Regions from separate parts of the Cricetulus griseus genome. Here region 1 is linked to region 2. A link is a contact called in public Hi-C data. All regions are on one chromosome and are shown on one strand. The core of a region is the stretch at or near the end of the contact, and the rest is flanking DNA. Distances in the headings are between cores, read along the strand shown. Region 1 overlaps C6H20orf194. Region 2 overlaps Atrn (attractin).

Evidence for each region. Hi-C and Micro-C count contacts between places; a contact is called where the count stands out from the background.
Region 1: a Hi-C map of liver shows a contact between it and region 2, with 2.2 times the contacts expected there. The contact joins two enhancer-like sites. A contact is called at or near these places in 2 of 8 Hi-C or Micro-C datasets (fibroblasts and liver).

The regions. Positions count from the first base shown.
Region 1 is chr6:47,741,652-47,747,068 of CriGri-PICRH-1.0, forward strand. It overlaps C6H20orf194, which reads left to right. Exons shown (of 37, transcript XM_027421773.2): 2 at 640-719; 3 at 1,871-1,990. Among named protein-coding and RNA genes, the nearest start is that of C6H20orf194, 18 kb to the left of the region's middle. Within about 2 kb of position 3,025, at least 1 of the 6 cell types and tissues checked has open chromatin away from gene starts, as enhancers often do.
Region 2 is chr6:47,634,455-47,639,197 of CriGri-PICRH-1.0, forward strand. All of the region lies in intron 8 of Atrn (attractin), which reads right to left. Among named protein-coding and RNA genes, the nearest start is that of Atrn, 36 kb to the right of the region's middle. Within about 2 kb of position 2,962, at least 1 of the 6 cell types and tissues checked has open chromatin away from gene starts, as enhancers often do.

The DNA of each region.
Region 1 (5,417 bases), core at 1,775-4,274, 110 kb after region 2:
TGAGAGCTCATCTTTGGGCTTACTGAGAAGGAATAGAGGGAGATAGGGAGGCAGTAGAGTCCATAGAGATTTTATTATTTAGGAATACATGTCTCTTTACACTCTGCCTGGGTGCAAGGAATGTCGCTTCTGCCAAAGGAGTAATAACTCTCTAGAAATCAAGTGTTTCTCCTGTGCTGAGACTCCCTAAGGATGGTCATGTGGATGAATTGGAGCTTAGTTTATTGATCCTTTATTATCTAAGACATATGAACCCTTTATACCAATTTTTGCTTTTGTTTGTTGCTTTTGAGGCAGACTGATAAAGACTAAAATTAGGCTAAATCAGCATGGAAACAGCAGTAAAAAGACATTGGGAATTCTTGGAGTCATCTCCTGATTGATTATGAATGGGGCCTTAGTGTGTCATCCTTTACTGAACCAAAGAGCCACTGACAGTCTAGTTCATAATCAGTAGTTCAGGTTGTCTTTAGACTACTTGCACATAATCATCTCGTCCAGAAAATGGAAGAGAAGGGTATGGTTCTGGTTAAAGAGACTAGTGTCAGTTTCCATACCTAACAAAACCATTCCGCATGCATGTGCCTTTTAGGGATTTTTCATACACTGCTGCACTCAGGAAACTGTGTTCTGTTACAGCTGCAGCCGACTCCGCCAGGTTCAGAACATCATGACACAGAGCAGCAAGTCACAGCCTGATGGGATTCTCTGCATCCTAGGTTAGTGCTTTGTAAGGTGGGACTCACAGTGGCAGTGGTTTGTATTCTTGATCTCAGGAAGACACTAATAATGCTGTCATGGGGGATACATTGTAGGTTAGTGTCCTCCCAGTTTTTGTCCCTGTGAAATCTGCTCCTGTTTTATTGTGGGAGAATATTAAGAGAGATGACAGTGAGATAAGGAGCTCTTACCATTCTTGGAGCTCCTGCTGCAACCCATTCTTTTTAAAATCCTATAGACAGCATCTGTGTGCTCCTGCCCCTGCCATTCTGCACATGACTGTAGGTAGCCCCAGGATAACTCAGACATTGAGAGGCAGTAGTAAAGACAGTGTCGCTTAATTTCCTCTTGTCTCTGGTCAAACTTTTCTAGACTAATCATAAGTGAGGGTCATTGCAGGAACACATACCATCACACCACACCTTGCAGTGCATGCTAAGCATTGCTTCTGACGATTGTGAAGGGTTAGGGCTTATTATTCTATTCCACCCTCTTGTCCTCATCTTTTCAAACCACCTTAACTTGCTTTTGTTTGATCACACATTTTTCATAAAGATCTCTCTGAGATCTATTCTTGGGCTAACTGAAAGTATTCCAAGATCTAGTAAATCAGTAGAAGACCATATTCTCTGGTTCTTTCTACCCCTAATAATTGCTTTTTATGGGGCTGGAGGTGGCTCAGTAGTTAAGAGCATTTCATGTTCTTCCAGAGGACCTAAGTTTGATTCCCAGTACCCACATGGTGGCTCACATCCATCTGTAAATCCAATTCTAGGGGATCTCATGGATCCTAGAGGGTACTATTCTGGATTCATTGGATACCAAGCATACGTGGTACATACACATATATGTGGGCCAAATATCCATATACATGTAAACTAAAAACTGAAAGAAAAAAAAAGCTTTTCAGAAATCAATAGCTTTAGTAATCTTTGTTCCTTAATTTCCCCATCTATGTAGATCTTGAGATCCAAGGAAGGTGCCTTATGCTTCAGCCTGTTTCTTTCACAAGGGGTGGTTTATTTAGTTTTAGCTCAAAACTGGTTTGAACTGCCTCTGGCCATCAGGGCTTTACTAAATGGGCAAGTCATTGGTGATTATTGTGTTCCATGGTATGAGATAGCTAGTCACAGCCTTCTTTGCCTTGCAGGAATTGACAGCAGGTATAACGAAGGTTGCAGAGAGCTGGCAAATTACCTTCTATTTGGTTTATACAGTCAGAATACCACTGATTTTGAGAAAACAGGATTTTCTGAAGAAATTCTAGATGGTAAGTCTATATTGACTCTTAGTTCATGATCTTTCTTAAAGAAATTGTTTTAATTTTAATTTGTTGTATGAGTGTTTTGCTTGCATGTATGTATGTGCACCATTTGTGTTCTTGGTATCCTTGGAGGCCACAGGAGGACATTGGATGCCCTGGAACTGGAGTTCCAGATAGTTATGAGCCACCATGCAGGTGTTAGGAATAAAACCCACGTCCTTTGGAAGAGTATTAAGTTCTTTTAACTACTAAGCCATCTCTCCAGCCCCAATTCATGATCTTTTGTTTCTGCAAGGTTTTTTGTTTTTTTCTGTTTTGTGGTTTTGGTTTTTTTGTTGTTGTTTTTTTGTTTATTTGGAGTCAGAGTCTCTTGTAGCTTTAAATGGCTTGAAACTCACTGTGTAGACCAGGCTGAACTTGAACTCTGAGATCTATCTGCCTCTGCCTCCTTAAAGACGTACACCCAAGTACCCCATTCATGATCTTTTTTATGGGAAAATGTGGTCGAATTTTAAATATTCCAATGCGCTAGTAAATTTTTGCCTTATTTTGTTTTACTGTTTGAATGATGTGTGATATTCTAATTAGTATTGAAATTGGCAACCCTCTGGCCTCAGCCTCCCAAATAGCTGGAATTAACAACTGGTAAGATTGTCTTTTTAATAGTGAAAAATTACATTTCCTTATTGACCTATTAAGTAATATATTCTGTTGGTCATACACTGCTTAACAGACTATCAACAAGCAGTTTCTAGAATACATTTGCTGGGTAAATCATCTTTGAGACCAAAAGCAGGCATCAGTATTTGGCATTATCTCTTGGCAGTGTACTGGTTTTTCTTAGTATTGCCCACTGATTCTTTTCACCAAAGGTTCAGATTGTTCACTGTTGCCCAGTGAAAGCACTTTGAGCTTGAGGCAGGGATGAGCTGTTCTTGTAAGCTGCTCTTGTGAGGAAGATGATTTTATGTGGATCGTGAGCTGAGGAACAAGGGCCTATTGTCCTGCTGTCTCTGGGAATTGTTTTTTGTGTGACTTTAACACAATGCAGGCTTTCTGCCTGCAGTCTGCCTTCTCTGGCTTGGAGACACTGCATGTGTTGATGCTGCTGTGGGCTGTTGCCCAGGAGCCATCTCTGATATCATATACTTAGCATTATAAATTGTCTGCAAGATGAGTCAGGAGACATACAACAAACAAGTGAAACTGGACAAGAGACAAGACACTTTTGCAAGGCAGCTGGGGAGGGCATGAAAGCAAACATTTGATGTCAGATGATCTCATTTGAGTATAGTGGTTCTCAGATGGGGGCCAGTTTTGTCCCCTAGGAGACATTTAGCAATGTCTGAAGACATTTTTGATAACCATGTTTTGGTTTATGGTACTACTGGCATCTAGTGGACGCTAGGGATGCAACTCAACATCTCAAAACACACAAGAAAGCCCCGATTACACGATGAAGAATTATCTGACTTAAGACAGTCCATAGTTCTGCGTGCCAAAGTCCCCAATACTGTTTATCCGCATAGTTTAACCTATCCTTTTATCACAAATACAGAAAAAGAAGACTGAAATTACTTTCTGTTAATTTCCTTCCTTCCTTCCTTCCTTCCTTCCTTCCTTCCTTCCTTCCTTCCTCCCTCCCTCCATCCCTCCCTTCCTTCCTCCCTTTCTTCCTTCCATCTCTCTGTCTGAGGTAGGCTCTCACTGTACTCAGGCCAGCTTCAGATCCACAGTGCTTCTCAGCCTTCTGGGTACTAGGTTTACATGCACATCACCACTGTCATCTTCAACAGTTCTTTTTCTTATTTATTTATTTATTTATTTATTTATTTTTGGTTTTTCATGACAGGGATTCTCTGTAGCTTTGAAGCCTGTCCTGGAGCTTGCTCTGTAGACCAGGCTGGCCTTGAACTCTCAGAGATCCACCTCTGCCTCTGCCTCCTGAGTGTTGGGATTAAAGGCATATGCTACCACTGCCTGACTCTTTAATTTTTGATATTAAAATAAAATTATAACATTTTCCCTTACTTTTCTTCCCTTCTCAACCTGTGGGTCACAACCCCTTTGGCAAACCTCTGTCTCCAAAAAAATATTTACATTGAAATTCATAACAGTAGCAAAATTACAGTTATGAAATGGCAACAAAAATAATTTAATGGTTGGGGTTCACCACAACGTGAGGAACTGTATTGAAGGGTCTTAGCATTAGAAAAGCCAACATGAGATACTTACTTTTCAAAGACATTTTAAAAAACATTTTACATAATTCTACTCTCCTCCTACTACTATTATTGTTGTTATTGTTGTTGTTGTTGTTATTTAGACAGGTTCTCTTTATGTAGCTGTGACCTTCTTGGAACAAGCTATGTAGAGATGCTGGCCTCAAACTCAGAGTTCTGTGATTAAAAGCTTGTGCCACCACACCTGGCCAAACTACCATCCAGTCTGTGCCCTTTCCTCCTCTTCCTCGTCCTCCTGATGCTTCTCATTCATCTGCTGCTGTTTTTTTGTTTTTTGCTTTTTTTTTTTTTTGATACCATCTCTGTGTTTAAATCAGGGTGGCATCCTTGCACTTGCACTGGTATCATGAGCATGTGCCATAACGCCCAGCTTCATCCCTCTTCCTCCTCCCCCGGCCCCTCCCCTTCCTTCTTTTGAGATAGAGTCTGGCCATCCTGGAACTCACTATGTACGTAAACATGCTGGCCTTGAACTCAATGAGATCCTCCTACCTCTGCCGCCTGAGTGCTGGGATTAAACAATTACAGCTACTACACCCTGGCCATATTTTCTTCTTCTATCTGGCTGTTTATTCGGAGTGTATGAAATTTGTAATTAGATTTAGCAGTTGTTATGATAACATTTGTTTCTTGATCCTAAATCTTTAAGGTTACACTTGAATGTATAGTACGGTATCTAGTGAATCAGTGTAGTGTGTGTGTGGTGTATAATGGATCCCCACTTTTTCAGGTGTCATACAATTTCTGCCTTAGCAGGTAGTCTGCGGTTGATTTAGGACAGGGATCTGGGGCTGTGGGACTGAGGAAAGACAGAACTGAGGCATGAGAGAGAGGGTCGCTTCTGCTCTGCACGCTTCTCATTTCCAGCAATCCCCAGCTGGGTCCTGTTAGAAAGGTCTAGTTGCACTGACATCAGAGGAGCCATTGGATGAAGCCTGCTTTTCTTTTGGAATTATGGCTGCTTTCATTTTCCATGCCCAGGCTACTTTAGTACTTCTGTCCCATTCCATCACGCTCTCTCGTGGTGCTTGAATTTGCCTGGGTTTCTTTGCACCCTTGGGATTTCTTTATTTACTTGATCTACCAGTGTTGATGCCTGTTCCAAATCTGCAGTCTATTGGTATGTTTCCAGAAGCTCTTTTACTTGCCTGTGCTTCCTTCCTTCCAGCTTTTCCTGTGTCCAGAGTTCA
Region 2 (4,743 bases), core at 1,712-4,211:
AAATAAAAGAAACAAAAAACAAAATTACCTCTTTTCTTGACAAGAGAAAGGAAATGCAGTAATAAAGTTTTAAGTGGTAATCTTTCTTTTATTAACATGTTTTCAGACAGTCTCACCATGTAGACCAGGATGGCACTGCCCCATGAGTATTGAGATACTGGGATTAAAGGTGTGTATCACCATGTACAGCTCAATTGCAATATTTCTTTTCTTTTTGTGTGTGGGGGGTGGGGGTGAGACAGAGTTTCTTTGTGTAGCCCTGGCTGTCCTGGAACTAGCTCTGTAGCCCAGGCTGGCCTCAAACTCATAGCGATCTGCCTGCCTCTGCTTCCCGAGTGCTGGGATTAAAGGTACTACCACCACCTGGTTCAACTAAAATCTTAATGCATAAAGCCAAGACCATTTACTATATAAGAGGATAACTAGGTGACATAAAACATATTGTGTTTATATGTTTATATGTTTGAGACAGGGTCTTACTCTGTGGTAAGGCCACTCTGGAACTCATCTAGTTTCAAAAACGTGTGACAATCCTCCCTGCATTAACCTCTCAGTTTCTAGAATATATGAGTTACCACTCGCAGTTTAGGAACTGCATTTTAATACAACTTGAAATTGTAGATTAATAGAGTTGTGGAAAAAAATAAAAACGTAATTCCTGAAAAATACTTTTTTGAGAATGAATACAAATGACTATAAAATTTGTAACTGAAATTCCAAAATGACTCTGCTTTTTGATTTTCGAGGTTGGCCTCGAACTTGTTATATTGCCAAGGATGACCTTGAATTCCTGATCCTCTTTCCTCCACCTCTCGAGTGCTGAAATAACAGCATATGCCACCATGTACCATTTATGAGGTGCTGGAGATTGAACCCAGGGCTTGCTGCATGCTAGACAGGCACTCTACCAGCTGAGCTACATTTTGAGTCACTGTTTTCCTATCCAAAATACTACTTTCGAAAAGAACCTCTATATTCACTGAAATTCCACAAAAATTAGTAAAGCAAGAATTATGACTATACCAATATCTGTATGAAACATATAAAGCCCTAAAACTCATGGTTTGATTGAGTACAGAAAAGATGTTCTAATCTTTTTTAAAAATGGCTTATAGACAAAACATTCCCTTAATCTATACATCTTTGTGTGAAGTAAATGAAGAATTCACTTGCTCCCCTAGTGCCTCTAAGTATTTACCTGAGCACATTCTGTGAACTACGTCCTGAGCTGACAGAGTAAATCAAGTCCAAACAATGAGCATGTGCAATAATGGGCACACATAATTTAATATAAGCAGCAGTGCTTGAAAGGAATTTAGATCTATGAAAAACAACAACAGGGAGAACCTGTCTGAACCAGATGGTCAGGTAAGTTCTCTTGGTGAGACAATTAGATTGAGCTGTAAAGAGTGAGAAGAAACCAGTCCTCAGGCACAGTATCAGGACATCTAGACAGAAGGAACATTGGTGCAAAAGCCCTTGGGAGTCAGGATGCACATGGTGCTTCATGAGCAAAGAAAGGAGACTGTTTCAGCAGCACAGAGGACAACGGCAAGAGAGAAACAAATAGAACATGGGAAGGTAAACAGTGGTTAAATGGTGATACAGAGCCTTTATATTTAATAGGACAGTATTAATGAGGGGCTTTTTCTATGTGTGTGAGGTTTTTGTATTTGGTTTTAGCTCAGGCTGGCTCCTAATTCACCATCCTCCTAACTGAGCTTCCAGAATCTTGGTCGTATAGGCATGCACAACCAGTAAGCTCCTCGAGGTTTCTGAGTGGCCAGGCCCTGCCCCTGAGGACCTCCAACAGCCAGGCTGCACCCTAGCAGTAATGGCTAGACACAGGTGGTCAAGCTCCACCCTACAGAGTAAAAAGTCCAAGCTGAGACTTGAAGACCCACCAATCCCTGAGTTTGAAATCGTAATAATCCCTGGGCTTGCCCCCATCTCAGGACTTGAAATCAGACCAATCCCCACACTGGAAAGCTCCGTCCCCCAAGAAACTCCATTTAAACCCTGTCTTCTGCTCAGTTCTCTGTAACTTCTCTCCCAAGTAGAGGTGACCACCCTCCTTGGTTTTTCTCTCCCAATAAATCTCGTGTAAGGTTTATTGTGCAGTGTGACTTTGAGGTATTCCTTGGCTCCCAACTGCCAGGATATCTTTCCCTTCAGAGCTGTAACCCTTGCATTGGAAAAATCTCCCCTCTCCCACAGCAGAGCTGTAACACTTGTATTGGGGAAACCTTCCCTCTCAGAGTTGTAACACACAATCAAGATCATCTAACAATGGCTTTTAAGAATCTAGTAAATGATAGGATTTGCAATTTTGAAATATAAGAATATAAAAGGAAGAATGCAGAGGTCATGAGGGTTCAGAAAGGTTGAGTCAGATGTAGATTAGAAGAAAGGATATGTGATAGGTAGGGTTATAGTTGGGGGGGGTGGTAGGGGAGGAAGGGAGGGAGAAGGGAACTGGGATTGTCATGTAATTCAATCTTGTTTGTAATTCAAATTTTAAAAAAGTCAAAAAAAAAGAGAAATATCTGGTGCTAATAAAAATCATTTTCACAAGTTTAATTTTACCTTTTCTGTTCATGGAAGCAACACTAGTGGTCAGGGTAGTCAGGTTTTTTATTTGAACATTTGTTTATTTTTGAGACAGAATCTCTGTATGTACTTATCCTGGCCTCAAAATCACAACCTTCCTTCCTCTGCAACCTGAGTTCTGGGACTGATGACAAGCACATGCCATCACATTCAGCTCTAGACTTAGGGCAGATGTTAAAGACAGTGCCAATAAGACCTAATAATATACCACAACAGCCAGATACTTGAGTAGTACCCATGACATCCCCATCTCTCCGCTTCCTGGTGCTCACACCCATATATAATACCCTCCCTTGAGTATGAGCAGAATGAATGACTTGCTTCAAACCACTGTAAAACAAATACAACAGGATGCCATTTCTGTGATTCATACTGTTAGCAAGACTCTGTCAAGCCTCTTCTTGTGGCCTCATGACATAAACATATACATGGGTGAGAACCAGTGACAACTAGATATAGATAGACCTGAGGAGCTAAAGGCAACCTCTGTGAACTGAAGGCAACATCCAGCATGGACTGGAGAGATGTCTTGAGGGTTAAGAGTGCTTGCTGCTTTTCTACAGGACCAAGTTCAGTTCTCAGCACCTATGTTGCAATTGCTGGTAACTCAACCTCAAATGGATCCAACACCCTCTCCTGGCCTCTAAAGGCACCTGCATGTACAGGGCATTCTCTTACAGAGACACATACACAAAAATTAAAATAAATCTTACTAGAGAAATATCTTGCAGGAACATTTAGTAGTATTATTCAAAGTGATAGTCATTTAGGAAAGCTTGTTTTATTCTAAAATACATGTATGGACTTACCAAGGAGAGTATACACAGGAAACAGGAAATAGGTTTGCAAATTCTTTTATGTGGAGAATATAAAATAAAAATAGTATAAGTTTTTTCTAATCTTCACACTTTTGGAGGGTGGGGTTTTTTCATATTTGGGGTATAAGGCTGATAAGATCAAGTGAGAAAAGGAAGTCTATATATTAAGTAGCCTAGTCCTCATCTTCCTGTTCTTTATATTATAGATAAGAAACAATCTCAAAGACTTGCCCAAGTAGAGAAAAACTCTAATTAAAACAAGAAGACCTGGTTCACAGACACATATGCAGACAAACACCCATGCACATAAAAATAAAAACAAATCTTTACAGCAGCAAGAACAAGACGCAAGAAGGGACGTGACTGAGCTGAGGTACATAGTCTAGAGATGCAGGCCTTGTGTCTGGAGCCATGAACACCTCAAATTCTGTTTTAAAAAAATGCGCCCAAATAAAAGTACGGTGCAAAACATGGGAAAGAAACAGAATAGAAAGGGTTCAAAAGTTGAAGAAGCAGGGCCTGTATTATATGTAATGATGGGAATGCAGGGTTCCCTCCCCCAAAGCAAAGGGATTTATAGATGTCAATCATACTTGAGAACTTGAAGAAAAGTGAGAGTCAGAGTTCACTGAAGCTTTTCTTAACTGCAAAGGATGGCAATGGAAAGGATGGCACAAAGGGAAATCTTTATGTGACAGTGACCCTGATAATAGCAAACCAAAGGGAAAAGGAGATGCTCTTGATAAATGCTTTCTTTGCTCCAGATCTTGATCCACAGACAGCAATGGAGAATTTGTGATTCCCATGAAATGGAAGGATTCCAAAGAGGTAGATTTGATGCTGGCAAAATGAACTGTCTTCAAGATGTAATTGTTTTTCTTTAACCTTTATTTTTATGTTACGTATTTTGCTGCATATGTGTCTGTTTACCATATCCATGCAGTTCCCAGAGGGGCCACAAGAGGGAGTACAATACTCTAGAACTGAAGTCCTGTCAGAAGGATTAAGTGCTCTTAACAGCTCCACCATCTTTCTAGCCCCTCCACTTCATAGTCTTTTCTATGATTATTACATTCATTTATTTGGGACAAGGGCATACATTTGCCGAGGCACAAAGATGACAGTCAGAAGGCAACTTTGAGGAGTCTATTCTTTTTTCTATCGGTGGGTCCTGGGGATCTACTGGGTCATCAGGCCTGTGGGTCAAGTGCCTTAACCTGGCCTCTCATATTCTTTTTTTTTTTGGGGGGGGGGGTTTCTATTCTTTTATTTGTTTTATATATGTGCAGCTGTTTGTTGCAGTATTTTTAAAATT